2 separate regions of the Mus musculus genome follow, and region 2 is linked to region 1. Evidence: chromatin contacts called from public HiChIP or PLAC-seq data. All regions are on one chromosome and are shown on one strand. Each heading gives the region's core, a stretch centred on a gene start, on an enhancer-like site or on the middle of the called end of the contact. The rest is flanking DNA. Distances are from core to core; before and after follow the strand shown. Region 1 overlaps Triobp (TRIO and F-actin binding protein). Region 2 holds the start of Galr3 (galanin receptor 3).

Region 1 (2,946 bases), core at 139-2,638:
CTGGACAGAACATTGGGTTGTGTTCCGCGTGGCCCACCTAGATCTTACCGAAGAGGACTAGGCTATTTCTCGAGGCTGCTCTCTGGATTCCCTGGGGCTCTCTTTATAGGAAAAGTTCCTTTTGTCTCTCCCTCTCCCCATCTTGGGTAGGGCCGGGGAGCTTGGACACCTGGGGAGGGGGAGATGCTGGGGGAAAGGTCTAAGGCTGTCTCAGTGGCGGGGAGTCTGCTTGGTTTGGGGGTAGGTGAGGAGAGTTAAGTTCTCTGGGTCCTTTGCCCTCGCCGTTGGTCTCCCAGGACCTCAGTGTCACCAGGACTACGACAGGATGACTGTCGCATTCCCTTCTAGCAGCCCCGTCGGCTTTCACACTGAGTCTGACCATTTGCCTTCTCATCTTCCTGTAGCCCGATCTGCTCAACTTCAAGAAAGGATGGATGTCAATCTTGGATGAGCCTGGAGAGGTAGGAGACTGGAGGGGAGGGACTGGCCGGGCTGATGCAGGGCTTCCGTGGAGAGGCTCTTGGGGTGGGTAAAGGGGTCCGATGGGAGGGCCAGTGAAAACCCTAATGGAGTTGAATTTCTGGTCGAGGGAGAGGCTTAGTGAATGCTTAGGAGGGACAGGTTGCTGGCTCTAGGCTTCCTCATGAGTCTTAACATGTGAGGCACAGGGTGGAGCCTCCCTGCCATGCACGCTCCAGATCCCATCTTTAGCTCTCGACAGGAGTATCTTGGCTCTCCTTCCTCATGACAATGCTTGACAGGAGTCTGAGGGTCTGGGGTGAAGGCTTCCCGAGTTGTACCTGAGTTGTACCAACTTCCAGACAGTACAGAGTAGGGCACAGGACACAGGCCAGACCTGTCGGTGGAACCACAGCCTCAGTCAGCAGATCTGTGACATGGGTATGATGGAGAACAGAGTCACTCACAGAGGTGACTGCGTGAGGAGCCGGAAGCTTCTAAGCTTAGTTCATCACCCCTCCGTCTTTCCAGTCTACTGTGACTGGCCTTGGAAATAGCTGAGGTGGTGCCGTTCACCAGCTCTGCTCTTTCAGCGGCCAGGCAAAGCCGGAGGCTGGGAGCTAAACTGGCTTTCCGCCTACTCTGCCTGCATGTGCCCATGGCTCGGATCTGCATCAGATCTGCATGCGGTCCGCATGCTGGGCAGGGCTCAGAGCCAAGGGGAATCGCATTGTGTTTCCTGCCCACGCGCTTTAATTCCCCGCAGCCTTCTGTCCCCGCTGCCTGCTTGCCATCCCTTAGTGGCTGCTGGCCAGGCTCACACAAGGCCTGGCGCCCTGCCAGTGACCCCTTTCTGGCCTCCCTACCCCAAGTCCCTGGAGGGCAGAGGGATTATGGGCACCACCCAGAACTGGCCATTACTCATGCTCTTTCACTGGGTTTTGGAATGTCCAAACTGGAAGGGCCTTGGGAGGGCAGCCAGCCCCAGCCCCTCATGTACAGATGGGAGTCGGAGCCACAAGAGTGAGCTCTCTTCCAGGCTGAGTGATACCCTGGGCAGCCCAGGCCTAGAACCTGGGGCCCTCAGAGCTTCATCCATCTTCTGTTACAATTAGGGACAGAGCTGACCTAGACAACCAAGAAACCATTATCCATAGAACCCTCCTCACTTCACAGAGACACTTGAGTTCCCAAGTGGTACCTTAGTCCACTCCAGGAGCAAGATTGTTTTAAGAGTGCCAGGCAGTGGTGGCACACGCCTTTAATCCCAGCACTTGGGAGACAGAGGCAGGCGGATTTCTGAGTTCAAGGCCAGCCTGGTCTACAAAGTGAGTTCCAGAACAGCCAGGGCTACACAGAGAAACCCTGTCTCGGGCGGGGAGGAGGGAGCAGGTTGGGTGGGGGGAACGACAGATAACCTGTAGCCTGACCCAAAATCTAGACTTCTTGCCATTCCCAGTGTAGAGTCAGAACAGTGAAGGCTGGGGAGGTGGTGACCCTTGCTGAGAGACACATGGCAAGGCAACACTCACACTCTGGGCATTTGGTGCTTAAACCCTGTTTCTCAGGGGAGACCCCTGGGAAGAAGTAGAAAGCATCACCCTCAAATGCTAGAAACCGTATCATGTCCCTATGGGATAAAAATAGGAAATAGCCTAGGCAGGGTTGTGGTGTTGGGGGAGCCCCAAGAGGGCTGCACCAGGACACACTGATCCAGCAGTGGGCTGATGGCAACTAGGATCCCAGGAAAGTGGCCAGCAGTCGTCTGAGACACACATGAGATGCTCGGCTGCCTGTCCCTTTCCCATGTGGCTTCCCAGCCTAAAAGAGGTACTGCAGGGACTCACACTGCGGAATCACAAATGTGAGGGTTAACCAATGCACTCTCACACCGGAACATGTGTGTAACCAGCCCGCAGCACAGATGGGGGAGCAACACTCAGTTGCCTGCCCCAGGCCTCTTTCTAGTCCTTCTGTCTGAGAGGCCTTTGTCCTTGACCCTGTGTCAGGCCAGCACGCAGAGAAAGACTTGCAGAGGTCTGGCCCCACTTAGTCACTGCCCCTGTAGGCATTTAACTTCACAGAGCCTGTACCTTCCTTCATCGGCACTGGAGAAAGGCACGTGCTATGCTGAGCTCTGATATCTTGAGTGGTCCTGAATGAGCTTCAAATACTTCAGTTGATAGAATGGTTGCCTACCAGGCAAGACTCTGGCCTTGATGCCCAGCATCATATAATACAGGCATGATGGTGCATGCCTGTAATTCTAGTGCCCAGGAGGTTGAAGGCTGGATGATCAGAAGAAGTTCAGGGTCAAGGCAGAAAGACAGCCGCTAAAGCGCTTGCCGTGGCGAGCTTGGTGGCCTGAGTTGATTCCAGGAATCTAAGAAGGGTAAAGGTGAAGGGAAGAGAACGGTCTCCACAGAGTTGTCCTCTAACACACACTCGAACATGCCATACATGTACCCACCCATATGCTTACATGCG
Region 2 (2,946 bases), core at 233-2,732, 53 kb after region 1:
AGTCGATGAAGCCCCTTAAACTAGCTTAGGGAATGAAATGGGTCTTGTGATTCCTACCTGAAGTCCACAACAAAGAGCTTTTGGTCCTGGTTTCCCAGCCTTGGAAACTCCATTTAAAAATAGAAATCCTTTCTGAGCTTAGATCAGAGTTCTACTTGGAGCCAAGGAAGCTAAGGCACTAGGGGGGAGGAGTCACAGGCCACAGGAGGTGGGAGGTGCCAGGAATGGGCTGAGCCCTGGGCAGGAAAGGGTTAACCACGGAAGCCAATCTCCTAGAGCGGAGATCAGTGGGTTACTGCCCGTGAAAGCGAGAATGAGGTGGCAACAACGCAGACAGGCAGAGAAGAGCGGCGCTGAAGAGCATGCCACCCCGGGGAAATCGGGGGTCTGAGGAGGAGGTGGCCAGTCCACTCCGGAGCAGTAGCGAGTGCCCAACATCCAACTCAGCGGACAGCTGAGGGCAGGGGAGAGGAGAGGAGGGGCCTTGAAAATGAAGAGAGAGAAATAGGAAGCAGAGGCGTACCTGCATGGAGGCAATCAAGGGCTGAAACAAGAAGCTCCAGCCTGGCCGTTCTACCAGGAAGCATGCAGGGGCCCAGTGCCTAGGGCTGAGGTGGGTGCCGCCTATCCTGGGCTTGGGGGCTTACTGCTTGTAGGTGCTGTGTAGGGGCAGATGTCCCCCTTCTTCTGTCCTCCCTGCCTCCTGAACCCCTGCTCCTAAGTCATCTCACTGCTGCACTGGGTCCCTGAGCACAAGGGGACCCACAGGTTGTAAACTGCGGCTCAGGGTAGGGTTGACACCAGGCAATGTGCGCACAGGCACGTGCATGGGGACACATGTGAACAGTCGGGTAGCACCTGTTGCAGTTTTTCCGATGCGCATTCCAGCCTAGGAGTCAGGATCCCAGCAGCCCCAGAGCTGTCACTCAGGTTGTGATATTAGCCACTTGTGTCACCTCTCTAGGCCTCAGTTTCCCTACGTGCAGAGCGGAGGCGGTGACTTCTGTGGTCTTCCTAGCTCTGCTGCTGTAGTGCTCTCATGAGGAAGGACTCTTCATTGACTCAGGGGTGTTACCGGTGCCGCCTGTTGCCACAAAAATGCCCCTAAATTCAAAGGTCTCCCCTGAGCGTCCAATGTGGTTGAAAAAGAAAATATAGCCAGTTTGTGTTGCCTCTCAGCGGCCTCGGCATCTTCTTATTCTGCCTGTGTCTTCATGTGCCTTATAAATCTAGAATAACCCAAACAGCCTTCCAGGTTCTGGGTTAAAGAGGTGTTCCCTAGGAAACCAAGGATCAGCGTGTGTGTGTGTGTGTGTGTGTGTGTGTGTGTGTGTGTGTGACACACACAACCAATGTGACTGTCTCACATGCTGACTTTGGCTTTGTTCTACCCTCTTCTGTCCTTCATGAACTTCTAGCCCAGATACCTGGTCAGATCCAGGCTGAAAGAACCAGATTCCTGGGTCAAGTGCCTTGAGACCTGGCCTCCTGTCTGAAGACCCGTTTTCTCTTCCTCGTTTGCTAGGAAAATGGCTGACATCCAGAACATTTCGCTGGACAGCCCAGGGAGCGTAGGGGCTGTGGCAGTGCCGGTGGTCTTTGCCCTCATCTTCCTGTTGGGCATGGTGGGTAATGGGCTGGTGTTGGCCGTGCTTCTGCAGCCTGGCCCAAGTGCCTGGCAGGAACCGGGCAGTACCACGGATCTCTTCATCCTCAACTTGGCGGTGGCCGACCTTTGCTTCATCCTGTGCTGCGTGCCCTTCCAGGCGGCCATCTACACACTGGATGCCTGGCTCTTTGGGGCTTTCGTGTGCAAGACGGTACATCTGCTCATCTACCTCACCATGTATGCCAGCAGCTTCACCCTGGCGGCCGTCTCAGTGGATAGGTGAGCTGTACCTGGGTCAGGCCAGAGAGGGACCTGGACAGATTCTTATTAGCTAGCGGAATATAACTAGGGACCAGACTTTGGTGGGAGGAAAGGAAGGCCTTAGTGGCACCTGCCCTTCCGGCCTCCAGTGTGGACTTCCAGAGGGCATTTCTAAGCCCCAAAGTGTCAGCGCAGGGGGCCAGGTATAAATTGGAATTGTGTAGTAACAAAAGAAACTCCCAATACACTCGTCAGATGCTAAGGTACCTATACCTGACTCACATTGCCTCACATTTATCCATGGCTTGAAATTCCCTAGACGATGAGTCTCTTCTCTTTGAGCCCTTGCTAAATGGCAGGCAAAGGGATTGGATGGGGAAATTAAGGCAGGCACGGGGGCGGGCTCTCAGGAGGCCCCGCCCCTGACCTCCCCGCCCTCACCCGCAGGTACCTGGCGGTGCGACACCCGCTGCGCTCCCGGGCCCTCCGCACCCCGCGCAACGCGCGCGCCGCCGTGGGGCTCGTGTGGCTGCTGGCGGCGCTCTTTTCCGCGCCCTACCTAAGCTACTACGGCACGGTGCGCTACGGCGCGCTCGAGCTCTGCGTGCCCGCCTGGGAGGACGCGCGGCGGCGCGCGCTGGACGTGGCCACCTTCGCCGCAGGCTACCTGCTGCCGGTGACCGTGGTGAGCCTGGCCTACGGACGCACGCTGTGCTTCCTGTGGGCCGCCGTGGGTCCCGCGGGTGCGGCGGCGGCAGAGGCACGCAGACGGGCAACCGGCCGCGCGGGGCGCGCCATGCTGACGGTGGCCGCGCTCTACGCACTCTGCTGGGGCCCGCACCACGCGCTCATCCTCTGCTTCTGGTACGGCCGCTTCGCCTTCAGCCCGGCCACCTACGCCTGTCGTCTGGCTTCGCACTGCCTCGCCTACGCCAACTCCTGCCTCAACCCGCTCGTCTATTCCCTTGCCTCCCGCCACTTCCGCGCGCGCTTCCGCCGCCTGTGGCCCTGCGGCCACCGCCGCCACCGCCACCACCACCACCGCCTTCATCGAGCCCTCCGTCGTGTCCAGCCGG

Evidence for each region. HiChIP or PLAC-seq counts read pairs in DNA pulled down with a chosen protein or histone mark.
Region 2: a contact with region 1 is called in an H3K27ac HiChIP or PLAC-seq map of neural progenitor cells, with 2.0 times the contacts expected there. The contact joins the promoter of Galr3 here to the enhancer-like site in region 1. A contact is called at or near these places in 11 of 39 promoter capture datasets (the 3T3-L1 cell line, 3T3-L1-derived adipocytes, the HPC-7 cell line and 6 more), 2 of 15 datasets of contacts at CTCF or cohesin (CD8 T cells and embryonic stem cells), 22 of 484 Hi-C or Micro-C datasets (the 3T3-L1 cell line, B cells, LSK cells and 16 more), 13 of 115 datasets of contacts at active chromatin or transcription factors (CD8 T cells, the HPC-7 cell line, the SCID.adh cell line and 7 more) and 4 of 9 other capture datasets (adipose tissue, liver, macrophages and 1 more).

Annotation. Positions count from the first base shown.
Region 1 is chr15:78,987,488-78,990,433 of GRCm38.p6, forward strand. Triobp (TRIO and F-actin binding protein) reads left to right here. Exons shown (of 25, transcript NM_001039156.1): 13 at 405-461. Among named protein-coding and RNA genes, the nearest start is that of Mir6956, 13 kb to the right of the region's middle. Within about 2 kb of position 1,389, at least 109 of the 459 cell types and tissues checked have an H3K27ac peak or open chromatin away from gene starts, as enhancers often do. A contact at or near this core is called in adipose tissue, astrocytes, brain and 9 more, where this site is marked.
Region 2 is chr15:79,040,403-79,043,348 of GRCm38.p6, forward strand. Galr3 (galanin receptor 3) reads left to right here and starts at 1,483. Exons shown (of 2, transcript NM_015738.2): 1 at 1,483-1,888; 2 at 2,318-2,946. The coding sequence starts at 1,530. It also overlaps a transcript of Gcat not described here.